3 separate regions of the Mus musculus genome follow, and all the other regions are linked to region 3. The links are chromatin contacts, called in public HiChIP or PLAC-seq maps. All regions are on one chromosome and are shown on one strand. The core of a region is the stretch at or near the end of the contact, and the rest is flanking DNA. Distances in the headings are between cores, read along the strand shown. Region 1 overlaps Ppp1r9a (protein phosphatase 1, regulatory subunit 9A). Region 2 overlaps Ppp1r9a (protein phosphatase 1, regulatory subunit 9A). Region 3 holds the start of Ppp1r9a (protein phosphatase 1, regulatory subunit 9A).

Evidence for each region. HiChIP or PLAC-seq counts read pairs in DNA pulled down with a chosen protein or histone mark.
Region 1: an H3K27ac HiChIP or PLAC-seq map of embryonic stem cells shows a contact between it and region 3, with 8 read pairs. The contact joins the enhancer-like site here to the promoter of Ppp1r9a in region 3. A contact is called at or near these places in 2 of 39 promoter capture datasets (3T3-L1-derived adipocytes and stem cell-derived epiblast-like cells), 11 of 484 Hi-C or Micro-C datasets (8-cell embryo, Sertoli cells, cerebral cortex and 6 more), 8 of 115 datasets of contacts at active chromatin or transcription factors (cardiomyocytes, embryonic limb bud, embryonic stem cells and 1 more) and 2 of 9 other capture datasets (adipose tissue and pancreatic islet).
Region 2: an H3K27ac HiChIP or PLAC-seq map of embryonic stem cells shows a contact between it and region 3, with 8 read pairs. The contact joins the enhancer-like site here to the promoter of Ppp1r9a in region 3. A contact is called at or near these places in 1 of 39 promoter capture datasets (cranial neural crest), 13 of 484 Hi-C or Micro-C datasets (the N1E-115 cell line, embryonic stem cells, extraembryonic ectoderm and 2 more), 8 of 115 datasets of contacts at active chromatin or transcription factors (embryonic stem cells, forebrain and stem cell-derived neural progenitor cells) and 4 of 9 other capture datasets (adipose tissue, embryonic stem cells, liver and 1 more).

What each region holds. Positions count from the first base shown.
Region 1 is chr6:4,971,154-4,975,714 of GRCm38.p6, forward strand. All of the region lies in intron 2 of Ppp1r9a (protein phosphatase 1, regulatory subunit 9A), which reads left to right. Among named protein-coding and RNA genes, the nearest start is that of Gmfg-ps, 70 kb to the left of the region's middle. Within about 2 kb of position 2,373, at least 45 of the 459 cell types and tissues checked have an H3K27ac peak or open chromatin away from gene starts, as enhancers often do. A contact at or near this core is called in embryonic stem cells, granulocyte-monocyte progenitors and uterus, where this site is marked.
Region 2 is chr6:5,016,300-5,021,330 of GRCm38.p6, forward strand. The region is part of intron 2 of Ppp1r9a (protein phosphatase 1, regulatory subunit 9A); the gene reads left to right. Among named protein-coding and RNA genes, the nearest start is that of Gm52886, 36 kb to the right of the region's middle. Within about 2 kb of position 3,187, at least 33 of the 459 cell types and tissues checked have an H3K27ac peak or open chromatin away from gene starts, as enhancers often do. A contact at or near this core is called in embryonic stem cells, extraembryonic ectoderm and trophoblast stem cells, where this site is marked.
Region 3 is chr6:4,899,598-4,904,730 of GRCm38.p6, forward strand. Ppp1r9a (protein phosphatase 1, regulatory subunit 9A) reads left to right here and starts at 3,378. Exons shown (of 16, transcript NM_001363809.1): 1 at 3,378-3,434. Gmfg-ps (glia maturation factor gamma-like) reads right to left here and starts at 3,617. Exons shown (of 5, transcript XM_030255708.1): 1 at 3,451-3,617; 2 at 602-694. The coding sequence starts at 3,617.

The DNA.
Region 1 (4,561 bases), core at 1,123-3,622, 71 kb after region 3:
GTAAACACAGACATGAACTGGAATTATAAGTGAAATTTGAATCTTTATGTAAACCAGCCCAAACCTCTTATTTTGTTAAAAATTGAGACTTAGCAATGCATTCAAACATTGAACAATCATCGCAGAGATAGATGTATACTCTTAGGAGAAGGCATAAAAGTTGAAAATCAAAAGTAGCAAATCTTTTCCTGACTACGCTGCTGTGTCACGTGGTCCACTATCAGGAGCTTCCGCCTGAGGACAACAGAGTGGATTGCCTGGCGACACTCACAGGCTCGCCTGGCATGAGAGGCAAGAATCAACGTGTGAAGGGGAGGCAGTACGCCAAGGGTTCTGTCTGTTTTATTCTGTCTGGCAGCACCATTAGTATAAATTAACCAAGTATCTTTCATTTTCCTCATTTCCAAGCTTGTACATGGTTTTGTTTTTTTGTTTTTGTTGTTGTTGTTGTTTTGTTTTTTGTTTTTTCGAGACAGGGTTTCTCTGTATAGCCCTGGCTGTCCTGGAACTCACTTTGTAGACCAGGCTGGCCTCGAACTCAGAAATCCACCTGCCTCTACCTCCCGAGTGCTGGGATTAAAGGCGTGCGCCACCACGCCTGACCATTGTTTTGCTTTGTTGCTTAAAAAAGTGAACTTTTACTGGCGTCTAAAAGGTGGAGCCTACGTCTTGAATGTATTGAAGACTAAGACATTCAGTGAAATATGTAAGTCCTTGCTTCCCAGACGCACACTTGAAAAATCAAACAAACATCTCTGATGTTTCTAATTCGGGAGTATATTTATACCAAGTTTAATTGTGTACAAGGTTATTTGAAATGTTTAAGGAGTTGTGCAGCACAGAGCCTCCTTTCTAGAAGCTGGCACTAGGTAGTGTTCTGTCCACGTGGCCTTTAGAAAGTCCCCACTGCCCCCAGCCACAGAGGCTGGCCATTGGGGGACATGGTCAACCCTTAAGATGATAGCTTTGTAAGAGAGAAGGTTGGTGTTTATCTAAAAAACACACCACTGTACTGGCTAAGAAGAGGCTCTGAAACTGTTCAAAAATATATTTATAATATGTCTGTAGCATTTTTATGTGTGCAGTGCTAAAAATAACCATAGAACAAGCTTTCTTTATGTATGGAAAGTCCACAATGTTGACGCTAGCCTTCTTTCATTTAAGAGGGCATACGAAGCAGGGTTTGCGCTGTCTGTAGGAATGAAGAAGGAGGAGTTACGGTGCAGCTGGGGTCTTTGAGGACATGTGATGTTCAGATGAGGATGCATAGCAAAGAACAGGTCAAAACTAGGGGTTCCTTTTTTTTGTTTGTTTGTTTGGTTTTTTTTGTTTGTTTGTTTTGTTTTTTGTTGTTGTTGTTTTTGAGGCAGGGTTTCTTAGCCCTAGCTGTCCTGGAACTTACTCTGTAGATCAGGCTGGCCTCGAACTCAGAAATCTGCCGGCCTTTGTCTCCCAAGTGCTGGGATTAAAGCCGTGCATGTGCCGCCACACCCGGCCGTAGGCATTCCTTTTAGGAAGGCAAAGATTACAGTTTTGATTTCAGGATCCTCTGTGGGTTTGGAACCAAAAATAAAAGGCTAGTCTGCAGATTTAAAAAACATTGCATGCCCCCATGTGATAAATAAAATGATCCATGAAGAGAGAAACGTTTGCTCTCTGCTCCCAGGTGAACTAGAACAATGTGGGTCAGAAAGAAAAACCAGCTGTTTCTACCTGGGGCTGATTGAATGGCAGCAGTGAGAGTCTGGCTCAGGACTGTGTGATGTACTCCATAGGGCCAGCGTTGCCCCTAGAGGACATCCTCATAGGCCTTTACTCTGTAGTGCCTGTGACTGTTTAAAGAGCTCCTTGGTGGCCACGCTGCTGTAAGACTGCTCAGTGGGTGTGAGTGCAGCTTTCTTGTTGGACGGTTGCCAGTGGCATCATGGCCAATAAAAACGGGTTGTCAGGTACTTGTGAAAGGACGTCTTTAAAAAGGGTAAGTGTAAATGAGCAAAAATCACCTGTCACACGTGACTGGGTTTTCTCCTCAGGATTCTGAGGCAGGTTCTTTTAGTAAGATGTTATCAGTGATGAAAAAAATTACCTTTTGTTTTCAGTAGTTAGATTTAAGTCACTTATGAAAATCTTCAAAGGAGTGTTAATGCATCTTGTTTAATACAAAGGCTCATGTAGAAAATACAACCTACGAACCTCACCAAAATGAAAATCTAGGTCAGCTATCCCTCAGTTTTTCAATTGTGTGGTGTTGGTTCCCTACGTGTCTCCTCCTTCAGACTGTACGAAGTCTTCAAATCACCTCTATAGTCTCACCCGGAGGTCACAGTTACAGGAAGTACCTGGTGTGGCGTGCTTGGGTAATCCCTTGCGCAATTAGAGTTGAAACCACTGCTGTAGAAACAGGAGGTTGGAACCTTGTTGGAGTCCTGTGCAGTGGGAGGGTTGAGAAGAAAGCGCGAGCAAGTCACACGTATGCCTTCAGAAGGATAGGAACGAGGGAAGACCTTCCTTGTGTTCTGCACACTGTGACCTCTGTCAGTCCTGGAAATAGTCCCTGAGAAATGATGGGGTTGCAGTTCTTGTTAGCAGAGAAGGAAACAAATGGATTACTTTTAGTCTTCTTGTTCTACTTGACTTTAGGTATAAAGTTCACTGTCAGGTACATTTCTAGCATTTTAGATGAGATTAGACATGTTTCTGGTGGTGTGGCCATAAACTCCTACCATTTTAGGAAAAAAGAATTCTACGCCTGAAATATCAGAAAAATATATGAATGGAATAGATCAAGCCAAAGAACTTCAACAAACATTCCTCTTTGTTTCCTGTCTGAACTGATAGTTTAGTTATTGCACATTTTTAAATGAAAGTCATTGAAAAGATTAGGATACGCCCCCCCCCCCCCCCCCCCCCACACACACACGTACAAGTTAAGAAAACTATTAGAAGGACTGGGAGAGAGAACACACCCAGATTTCATTTTTTTCCTCTTAAAATCTATGAGAAATACTTAAAATCTTCAGTGAAAACTTATTTTATCATTATCTAATTTCTCCTACACTTTCAATAAAATTAACCGTACATTCTAAAGTGGGTATTTGACACATACTTTTTTTTTTTTGTTTTGTTTTGTTTTTTTGTTTTTCGAGACAGGGTTTCTCTGTGTAGCCCTGGCTGTCCTGGAACTCACTTTGTAGACCAGGCTGGCCTCGAACTCAGAAATCCGCCTGCCTCTGCCTCCCGAGTGCTGTGATTAAAGGCGTGTGCCACCACGCCCGGCGTGACACATACTTATTAGTTGAAAGTGTTCCATGTATGTAGAACTGGTTTGAAGCTGAAAGGACTCCACCACCTCAGTAAAAGCACTAGAGCTGTGTAACTGAGCTAAGGTTTCGCTTTTATCTGTTCATTCTCGAGTTGTGCGTCGTTTAGCCAGTGTGGTGCTCTGTTGGAATTGTTGTCCTCTGCTCATGGTTAAATATACTCGTAGTGACAGATGACCGCACCCACTTTATCCACCATTCACTCCTGCACATTGCAACAGTGGAGGGAAGGAGACACAGAGAACGGGTTCCTCCTACCCTGGACGACAGTCACACCATTACAGAGCTGTTGCATGTTTGTCTGTGAGGAAGACAGGATGTATTTCCACCAGTCAGCAGGTAAAGACTACTGATCATACTTAACAGAGATAAAAATGTTTTTATTTTTTTAATGAAAAAATGACGCTTTTATTAGTAAACTATTTTAGAACTAATATTCTGTTGGTCGTATTTCTAGACTCTCTGCCCTCCCTATGTGAGGAGGGATTTTGACTGTTAAGTCACTATCATGTCTTCAGAGCGGTTATCGTTCCTTATTTGTTTACTGTTTTCTTCCTGTTAACTGGCTCTTCCCATAGGGTTAACCTTGATGATTACTGAGGACATTTTGGATTATGAATTAATTTTATTTTATTTACTTTCCCATTTCCAGTCTTTTAAAAAATGATTTAGGGCTGGTGAGATGGCTCAGCGGTTAAGAGCGTCGACTGGTCTTCCAAAGGTCCTGAGTTCAACTCCCAGCAACCACATACATGGTGGCCTACAACCATCCGTAACGAAATCTGATGCCCTCTTCTGGAGTGTCTGAACACAGCTACAGTGTACTTACATATAATAAATAAATGAATAAATATTTTTACAAAATGATTTAATTCTACAAAGGCTGCCAGTTTAAAAAAAAAAACAGTAGCTTGAATGTTAATGTATCATTGTCTTATACAATTTTACAAACATTTAAATAAGATTTTAAAGTTTTGATAGTTATAGAATCATATTAAACACGGTAAGAAAATTCACTGAAAATCACAAGGGTGATCAACAATTTAGCATACATTTCAAATCAAAAACCTAAAATTTCCAAGGATGGTTTTGAATTACAGACCCGTCTGTTGAAGCTAAACATCATTTCCTCTTCAGAAATACATTTTCCGTCCATCTTAGGACCATGTGTAGTATAGAGGGGGATGTGGACCACGTGTTAGCATGTGTCAGCAACTCCCCAAAGAACTCCTAATATAATT
Region 2 (5,031 bases), core at 1,937-4,436, 120 kb after region 3:
TTATTTAACTTATTTACAGAAGCAAGGTACATTTAATGTCCAAATACAGAAACAGAATAAACAAGAAAAAAGCAATTCTACAGTGTGCCTGTGGAAGTCAGAGGACATTTTGCAGAAGTGGATTTTCTCCTACCGCTGGGTCCTAGGGATTGAACCTAGGTCCTCAGCCTTGGCTGCATGCACGATTACCTGCGGACCTGTCACACTGACACTGAAACTTTGCTCTGTTATCATCGTTTGGCCAGCATTATTTCACATGAAAGTCCAGGCTCGGGATCCCATGTGACATTCAATCAGGTCATGCATTACCCTTTCAGTTATGCCCATTTCTAATTGTAGGTCTGCACTCTCCCCTCACTTCCCCACATATTATGAAATCATATCTATCATAACTCTATCATATATAAGGAAAGCAAGGCATGGACAATGGCTTTTACCTTGATGCTTCAAATAGCAAGGGAAGCAATCCTTAGATGTCAAGGTGATGACAATGCACAGAGGCACAGGCTGGAGGACATAGGAAGGAGGGATAGTTACATATAATTTCCATCAATCCAAGGTGGGCTTTTGTTACCCCTTTATTGACTGTTAGATGTGGTTTCTTCTATTAATTTCTCATAAAACTATGCTACCACGCCGGTATAGCTCAGGGCTACTGGTCCTGGTTGTCATGCACAAGCACACCAGGGCTGAAAACAAAGCTAAGCAATAATATTTAGAAATAGTTTAATAACTTTCAAACATCTGAAGGAATTAGTAGGCAATCTTTCTTTGTAATAAATTGTGAGTATATTTGGTGGTCTTTTACAAAGAATCATAGAGTTATGAGAGCTGGAGAATAACTGCACAATCGTCTTGTTGTTAGCAATCCTAGAAGCATTTGTCATGTAGTGAGACAAATTAGGAAGAGTGAGATTGGGGCTATACACATCTGCCGTGAACACGCAAAGGAAAATAGCAGCTGAGCCTTGTCTGGAAACTGCTGTTTTAAAATATTGCCATTTCCAGAAACCGTATCTAGTTGCAAGTTAGAAAGAAAAGAAGTTGTGAAAAGTTTGGTTCAGTTTATCTATGACTTTTAATAAAATCACACAAAATAGAGTAAGCTTTTCCAGGGCTAGAAGTTTGTGGAGCTGAAGAGATGGCTCAGCAGTTAGGAGCAACTGAAAGCTCTTCCAGAGGTCTGGCACTCTGCTGTAACTCCAGTTCTGAAACCCTCTTTTGTCCACTAGAGACATCAAGAATGCCAGTGGTCCATGGGTATCTGAGTAGGCAAAGCAGCCATACACAAAAGATAATTTTGTTTAGCTTTTAAAGAAGGAGATTCTGTGTAAGGTAAGCTGCTGTTCGATGTCCCGGGAAGCAGGCAAACAATGGTGAGGTTCCTTAGACAGAGCACTGGAACCTTCACTGGGGATAGGAGTTGGCCCTGAAAGTCATCCTTTCTGTCTTGGTGCAGAGAGAAACAGTCTCAAAGTCAAGTATTTCCTTAATAAATTTTGTTTTACTTAAAAAAAAAAAAATAGAGACTTCTCTACTTTTATTTTCAAAATTTATGTTTTCAAAATTTCTCTTGTGACTGCTATTTTTTTCTCAAAAAAAAAAAAAAAAAGAAAAAGAAAAACAACCTCAAAATAAACCTCATGCAAAAGAGACATGTTTTGAAGGTTGCATGACACTGACTAGGTCTTAGAAGTGGTACAGAGGAAGTAACAAGAGAGATCACAGAAACTACTGAAGCATCTCTGTAACTAGACTATTCCAGCTTTGCTTTCGGTCATTATGTGCAAGCAAGGATTGCTCCCTCATAAATTTTGCCTGGACAGAAGAAGGCAGGATGCAATAATGGCTGTGAAGGGCAGGCAGTGCCAAAGACAGAAAAGAATCTAAATGAGCTTTCCTTAAAGGAAGTTAAAGCCTAAGTAAGTTATGTGTGATACAGGAAGAGCCTGGAGCCATTGTGGAGATGGATGGGTGAGTGTCAGGAAGCTGAGACATCTGGGGACAGGGTCAGTGTGGGGCACAACCAGGGACTTACACAGGGGTCACCTCACTGTCTACTCTCAACAGTGATCTTTTAACAGAGCACTTGAGGAAATTACTCAAGGTCTGACCATGAAAGAACAGATTGGAAGGCAGAAAGCCCACACGTTGCGTTTCCTGCTCACCGATACACGGCCATCCCATTAACTGTGAAGAACCGATAGGGCAAAGCTTGAAGGTAAAAGTGGTTTGTGTCTCCCTGACACAGCTGAAGTCAAGTCCCGTGTAGACATGAGGGTTCCGTATAACCCATCACAGCCCAGAACAAAGAGCCCTGGGGGCAGAAGAGCAAGGTTAGATTAAACTCACAAGTCTAACATTCAGTCAGAAATATCCAACCATTTAAGGAAGCAAACATTTAAAAAGTAAACTTCATGATGAGAAAATCAGTCAACATTGCTCTTATATTATCAAACATGGAAGAATTATTACATAAGTAAATTAAAGTGAGTATTTTTGTTTCTGTGCTTAAACGCTTTAGAAAGAGCTATCTAAGTTATTCTTTAAAAAGTCCAAACACAATTTTTAAAGATAGGTACAACAATGAGCAGAAAGAGCTCTGCGTGGAACCTTAGAGCCTAAGTTAGTGAATTGAAAGCATAGGGGTAGAATTTCTCCACAGTGCAGCCAAGCACACCACAAGGATACAAGGTAGTGACCCAAAGGTGGCACAGGGCCCCAGTTTGCACGTGAAAGCCACCCTAGAGTGACGGCCTGAACCAGTGCTGCCTGATGTGGGCCCGCAGGACTATGAACCATTTATCCCAGGAAGACGGCAGGGTAGAAGAGAGCAGCAAATAGTGAGACAAATTAATTTATCCTGCTAACCTTACCCCCCCACCTGCCCAGTGCTCTAGTAATCCTAAAATCAAAATCCTTGGTGACATCCACTCCCAGGAAGTCACCTTGGAGCTCCTTGGGTTCTGTCCTTCCTGTGTCTCCAGGAAGCTTCCACTTGTCACCTGCTGTGATTTCAGAATTCAGAGCTCTTTTATTGTGTTTAGGTTGTTTTGGTGGCCGCGGGAGGTCGTGACACAAACAATTGAACATTCCCACCGCAGGACAATAATGTGTTTGGTACAAACAGTGATGAACAAAAGGAGAAGGAATGAGGTACTAAGGGAGTTTGGAAGTTTTCCTCTGTTGCTGAGAATGTAGAAGATCATGTGCTGTGTGGGGACTTCCTTGACTGATCAGGAAATACCTCCTGAGGCCCTAAGCTAGTTCTCGCTGACCTTGAGCTCCCACATTCTAGAAGTGAAAACTACCGGGCCTGTGGCACAAGTGTAGGCTTCCAGCAAAGGGTGTAACGTGCAGGTAGGAGTTTTGTTTAGTAAGTATGAGAAACCTACATTCCACAGCATTGTAAAACCACCCCCCCCTCCAAAAAAAAAAAAGCAGCAAAAAACCAAAAAACATTTTCTCGCCTATGGCAAGATTCACGGCTAAAGTCACTACGATAAAAGACAGGCTGATAAGAGCAAAGCATATCAACGTTTCTAATTCAGATTTTACTTTATACAGGGCCCTCCAGAAGTGACATAACAAATCCAATCACATCACCCAAGCACGTATGCACACACGGGGATGGGGGTGGCGGGTTGGGTGGGGAGTAGGGAAAATCGAAAATTGTCTTTGCATATGTGCACAGCCATTGGAAACAATGCTTGCTGAATACAAGGGCACAGCGACAGTAACCTTGGAAGAACTCCCTGGGCAGTTCCTGGTCTTTTTCTGATTCTGCTAGATATCTGCTTGGTTCCTTCCTTCCCTCTAGCTGTGAGGCAAAGCTGCTCATTTCAAAGGAACAGTACAGGGAGAGCCCATTCCAGGGCGTGGTTAGCTTGATGGCCCCTTCAAAGGAAGGTGTGAGGAAGAGTTGGGCCTTCCTCCCTCTGTGGTTTCTTCACTTCCCACTGTGCATGTTACCCATCCCTTGTCTCTTACACAACTCTGCTGCAAGGACTAAAAGTCATTCAGCTGTCATCCAGTCCAAGCCATCAAAAGTCTCATCCACTCACTCCATAGCCAAAAGGGAGCCAACTAAACCAAGCAGGCCTGACCTGACTGGCAGCTACCACAAAACATAGGCTAAACATCACTAAACCAACTACCATGACAAACAGCAGCAAGAAAATATGTGCATAGTTTTCCAAAAAGGTAAAGGTAAGAAAAAAAAAATTTAAGCAACTTTTTTAAAAACCAGGAACAAATCTCCAGGAGGAGAATGAAGGAGAAAATTGAAAGTAACCAGAGACAAAAGACCTTTACTGTCAGGAACAAAGGTGATTGTACCTTTCTTCTCAGAAATTCTGAGCTAGGAAACAAGGCAAAGGCTCCTTCTTCAAGTCCTGTTCACTGCCCCTCCCCGTCACTCCCTCCCACAATCCTTCCCACCATCCCAGCCCCTTCTCTTTGAGCAGGTGAGGCCCTCCCTGTCTATCCCCCCCTTGGAACTTCAAGTCTCTTATAGGCTAAGTACTTTTCTTTCCCACTGAGGCCAGACAAGGCAGCCCAGCTAGAAGAATATAACCAAGGTACAGGCAACAGCTTTTGGGATAGCCCCTATTCCTATTGTTTGGGACCCACATGGAGACCAAACTGTATATCTGCTACATATGAGTGGAGAGGCCTAGGTCCAGCCTGCATATGATCTTTGGTTGATGGTTCAGTCTCTGAGAGCCCTAAGGGTCAAGGTTAGTTGACTCTGTTGGTTTTCTTGTGGAGTTCCTATCTATCCTTTTAGGGGCTATAATCCTTCCTCCTATTCTTCCATAAAAGTGCCCCGACCCCATCCACTGTTAAGCTATGGATGTCTGTATCTGTCTGAGTCAGCTGCTGCTTAGAGCCTCTCAGGACAGCCATGTCCTGATTCCTGTCTGCAAGCGTAACACAGAGTATCAATAATAGTGCCAAGGACTGGTGCTTTCCCATGGGATGGGTCTTAAGTTGGACCAGTTATTGGTTGACCATTCCCTCAGTCTTTGC
Region 3 (5,133 bases), core at 2,128-4,627:
ATGTCTTTCATATGTGAGAAGTGTTACTTCATGGGGGGTTTCTGGATGGAATGAGTACCCTGTATCTATTTGTATCTGTCCAGTAGGGTGGCCTCTAGCCACAGGTAGCTATTGTGTCTTTCCAATATGGTTACTGTAGCTAAGGAAAAAAATGTATTCAACATCCGCATGCACTGAGTTAGTACATGTCTAGTAGACCCTTCTACCATCTGCAGGCATTGGAAGCGTAAGGCCACTGTGGAGAATCCAAGAGTCTTCACATAGCAGCATGGTGTTTATAAACCCTGTCATTCCTTCAGTATGGACTTTCAAAAGTTTCACATTTTTAGAAAATAAGCCCCAAACCAAGCAGTCTTTTGGCTCCTTTTCTGTATGATTCATCTTTTTGTAGAGAGGTGTAAGACCGATTTTATTGCCAACTCTGCCCCCTTCTTCTACAGACAGAACTCAGCGATTAGATGCTGTATTTATTTAGGCTATTCTCTCAAAAAACCTGGTTTCTATGCTGCGTTGAAATGACAGAAATGTTTCCAGGAGATTATCCCAGACAGCACAAATGTTCTTTCCCAAAGTAGAGGCTGGAACCACAGCTCCTTCATACTGTCGGTTACATCTGCTGATACTTATAGCAGCAGCACCCACTTCCCAGACAGGAAATGCCAGTTTCTTGGTAAGGACCGAGAATATGGAGACGCTTAAAAAAGGGGAAAAATGTCTATCTGAAAATCAGATCTACAAAATTAAGGATCTAGAGAGTTATTTAGAAACGGAAATATTTTCCTTTCATAGCACCGAGATTCTTTGTGTATACTTGCCTGGCTATTCTCTCATCCTTGTTTTCTAGGAAATGAAGCTGTAAATACATTCCCAAGGCCCAACCCTCTGTAACATGTCCTGATATTTCCGGTTAGAGAGGTGGCTCAGTGGTCAGGTGCTGTACTGTTCTTCCTTAGGATTTGAGTTCAGTTCCCACCACCCACACCTGGTAGCTTCACACACTGTCTGTAACTCCAGTTCCAAGAGATCTGATACCCGTATGTATTCATGGAGACCAGAAACATGTACTATCTATCTCATTCATGTACTATCTCATGATACATAAATACATACTCAAAAATCAAGTGAATCTTTAAAAATATAATTTGTTAGGAAAACATTGTTTTAATTAATTACTGCAGTGTATTGTATCATTTCCCTTTTGGGGGGGAGGGGGTTTGAGACAGGGTTTCTCTGTATAGCCCTGGCTGTCCTGGAACTCACTTTGTAGACCAGGCTGGCCTTGAACTCAGAAATCCGCCTGCCTCTGCCTCCCGAGTGCTGGGATTAAAGGCGTGCGCCACCACGCCTGGCTCATTTCCCTTTTTTTATTGCTAACTTTTTGTGGCTTAGTTGAATTAAGCTTGGTGGTTAGGTATGTGCAGAATAAGTACACACACATATGGTTCGGTACCATTTTTATTTTGGTTATAAATTGGGGTTGGGGAGGGCTTGGAATGTATCTGCAAAGATAATTCTAGGGCAGAATATAAAGATGGGGGAAATTACTGGAACATGGAAGGAAAAGAAGATATTCATCCCAGAGCTGAGTCCACTTCTACCAATGAGAGGCAAGACTTCCAGCACAATTAGTGACATTTGCTGTAAAAGTTGAACACACACACACACACACACACACACACACACACACACACACACGTTAAAATAGCTATGAGCCAAGCTTAAGGACAGGCCACAAATGACCTTGGAAGTACCTCATTTCTTTTTCTAGACATTTTCTAGAAATCTCAAACAAGAACTTTTTTTTAAAAGAAGATTTACTTATTATTATAGATAAGTACACTGTTGCTGTCTTCAGACACACCAAAAGAGGGCATCAGATTTTATTACGGGTGATTGTGAGCCACCATACGGTTGCTGGGATTTGAACTCAGGACCTTCGGAAGAAGAGTAGTCAGTGCTCTTATCTGCTGAGCTATTTTGACAGGCCAAGAAATTTGTTTACAGTAAAGATAGCCTATCTTTCAAAATTAGGGTGATCTAGAATTTTACAGTATCAATTGAAACCTGGAGGGCACGCCTGTGGGATTACCCCAGTATCTCATTTAAGTTCTTTGCTCATCCTTTGAAGACAATAGTTTCAAAACTGGCCTGAATGATATATATCGGAAATGGTATATACTGGAAGGAAAACAAAGAGAAAGCCTCAGAGAATGCCCAGCTGTGTTCTGGAGTGTGCCTTCATCGTACCCTAAGTGTCTCTATCTACTCTAAAATACCCTTTAACAGGCCTCAATCCTGCAGCCTACGAGCTAATTCTAAAAATTCTGCATTAAAGCAAAGGTTGAGAATTTTAAAATCTAAATGACTAGGGAACAGACAGGCTGAAGAGCGGCAGCACTGAACAGACAGGCTGAAGGGCGGTAGCCTGACCCCTGCCATGGCTACTGAAATTCTAAATCTAACATTCAGTGCTATATGGAATATTAAGTACTTTCGCCTCTTTCTAGATTGCCTGTATTGAGAGGGTTACACGATCTTGCAGCTTTTTCTATGCACACACACAATTTCAGGCTATTGTTGCTACTATATATTTATTTTTATTTTCCTGATTCGGTTACTCTGAATAGCCTTGGCTGTCCTGGAACTCACTCTGTTGTCCAGGGTGGTCTCAAACTCTAAGATTCATCTGCCTCTGCCTCTCTGCTGGGATTAAAGGCGTGCGCCACCATTGGTCAGCTGTTGTTTCTGTATCTCCAGACAATGGCTGGATTATAGGGTGTCCACAAACTCAATTCTCCTGTCTTGGCTGTGTTGGGATTATGTGTGCACCTCACATACGTGTGGCAAAAACACAATTTTGACTCTTCAAAAATGGTACCTGTGCCCTACAAGGCTTTTGGATACATCAATGGTCTATATTGACCATCAAAGTCCATTTTGTATGAAGGAGAAGAGTATGGAACCTGTCACATTATTTGGGAGGAGAGGGTGTAGTGAGAGTTTTTAACAGGGCAAAACCAGTGAGTGTGAACAGAAAAGATATACAAGAAGAAAAGTCCAAAGTCCTCTTCATCCCTTTCCTTCTAGTAGTGTGGCCTTGAGGGTCAGCTGGATCATCCCAGTGGACACCACAGTAGAGTAGACTAGGGCCTAGGTCTTGGCCTTCTAGGCCAGCCCAGGCCATGGCCAGGCCTTGGATGCCTGGGGTCACAGACTTAACCACAGACTGTGGGGTCCTCAGCATCTGGAAGGCACAGGCCTTGCCCTAAGTGCCAGAGCCCCCTCGCCCACGGTCTTGGGGGTGGGGCGGCCTTGCCTCGGGCCGGTGCCTTTCGCCCTTCGTTGGCCGCCAGAGGCTCCCTCTCTCCCTCTCCTGGGATTTCGCTGCTGGGCTCCCTCTCTTTGCGGCCCTAGAGTTAATCCCATCAGCCGAGGTGAGGCACCTGTTACCCCGGGGCCCTCCTCATCCCCGCGGCCTGATCCCTAAGTCCATCGGGCCTCGCGGGCCTCAGGGCCCGGCGTGGGGGGCCCCGCACGTGGGCCGAGCGGCGTCCCCGATCCCAGGCCGCAGGCGAGGGTGCCCGCTTGCGCGTCGGGTCCCCAGGCCGGGCCGCCATGGCTGGGGTGGAGGTGGGGGGTGGGGGTGGGGGGAGCGCAGCGCGCGTCCCGGGGCCGCCCCGCGCGGGCAAGACGCGCGTGGGGGGCCGAGGCGCGAGTGCAGGCGGCCGCCGCGCGCGCCGCGCCGTGACGAGCGGGCGGAGGGCACACGGTCGGCGCCGAGCCCCGCACGGTCACGGGGGGGCGGGGGGGAAGAGCGCCGAAGGAGTCCGACCTCCCGCCCGGGCCGCTCGGTAAGGGGGCGGCGTGCGGGTGGCGGGGCGGCGGGAGCGCGGGGACGCGGCGGCGTGCACAAAGGCGGACCCGCGGGCGGGTGGGGGTGGACTGCGGTCCGGGAGCGCCAGGGTGAGGAGGGAGGCTTGATCCTCTGCGGGATCTATTGTTTCCCCGGCACACTGGGAGGAAAAGCAGAGGCATTCGTGTGATTGTCACCCTAGCCTTTGCTCTCCCTCCGCTCCAGTGTGGCCGGCGAGCTCGTCTCTCCCCCGGTGCCACAGACCGGGATCCGCCTGGCAGCGGCCCGGAGCCGCCGCCAATGTGTTAGGACTTCAGGTGCTTCTTGGCACCAGGCTAGACTGCGACCTCCTCCTGCCTTAGCGCCTGGCGTCACCTGCTCTCCCGGCCCTGCCCCGGGGGCCGAGGGATGGCGTCCCGAACCGGGCTGGGGAAAATCAATCGGCTGCCTCTCAAGTTGGTGTTATTTATGTTTGTCTTTTGTGAGGGCAGGTTTTTGAATCCCCGGCGGCCCCCTTCGCCCCCGCCGCCCCCGCCCCCTCGTGCTTGAATTGGCGGTGGGAGGGAGCGGGGTGTGCAGCTAGGGGAGAGGGGAGGGTGTTTATGGGTAAAAAGGACATTGTCAACGCTTTCCAAAAAGGAAAGAAAGAAATAAAGGAAAAAACAAAAACAAAAAACAAAAAACAAAAACAAAAACCAACCCAAACCACAGGCACCACACTCCTCTCTTGTTTGCCTGCATGGGCCATGCATGCATGCATGCGTGCCTGCTGGGCCAGGAAGCGAGTTTTGGAGCTGATTTAAGTGAAAGTGTAAGCTCTCTCAGCTGATGGTGCGTGAGCGTGATGTGGTTCCGTGTAACATTAAAACAAAACAAAACAAACCAGAATAATAAGAAAAAAAATGTTTAGAACTGCGTTGAGTGCCTGAAGTGTTGGGCTGCTGGCGTCCTGGTAGAAAACCCAGCTGTGGGCTGGAGGACAGCAAACATGCATGGCGTTCACTTTTTTTTTTTTCTTCCTATCTTGAAGTAAGTTAGGGGCCAGAAGGAGTAGACAAATCAGGACTGTGGAAGGAAGTGTCATGGCATACCTGATTTCTGATTGTCACATTCTCAGGCATCTATTCCCAGGAGACTCCACTCCTTAGTTAATAATAGCCTCTTGGCTAGGAAACTTCCAAACAATGCATAGAAAAACTTACAGTAAAACTTAATTGACCTTCCAGAACTTACTTCTGTCTGTTTTGTCCTGAAACTGATACTTGAGCATGGTGTACATG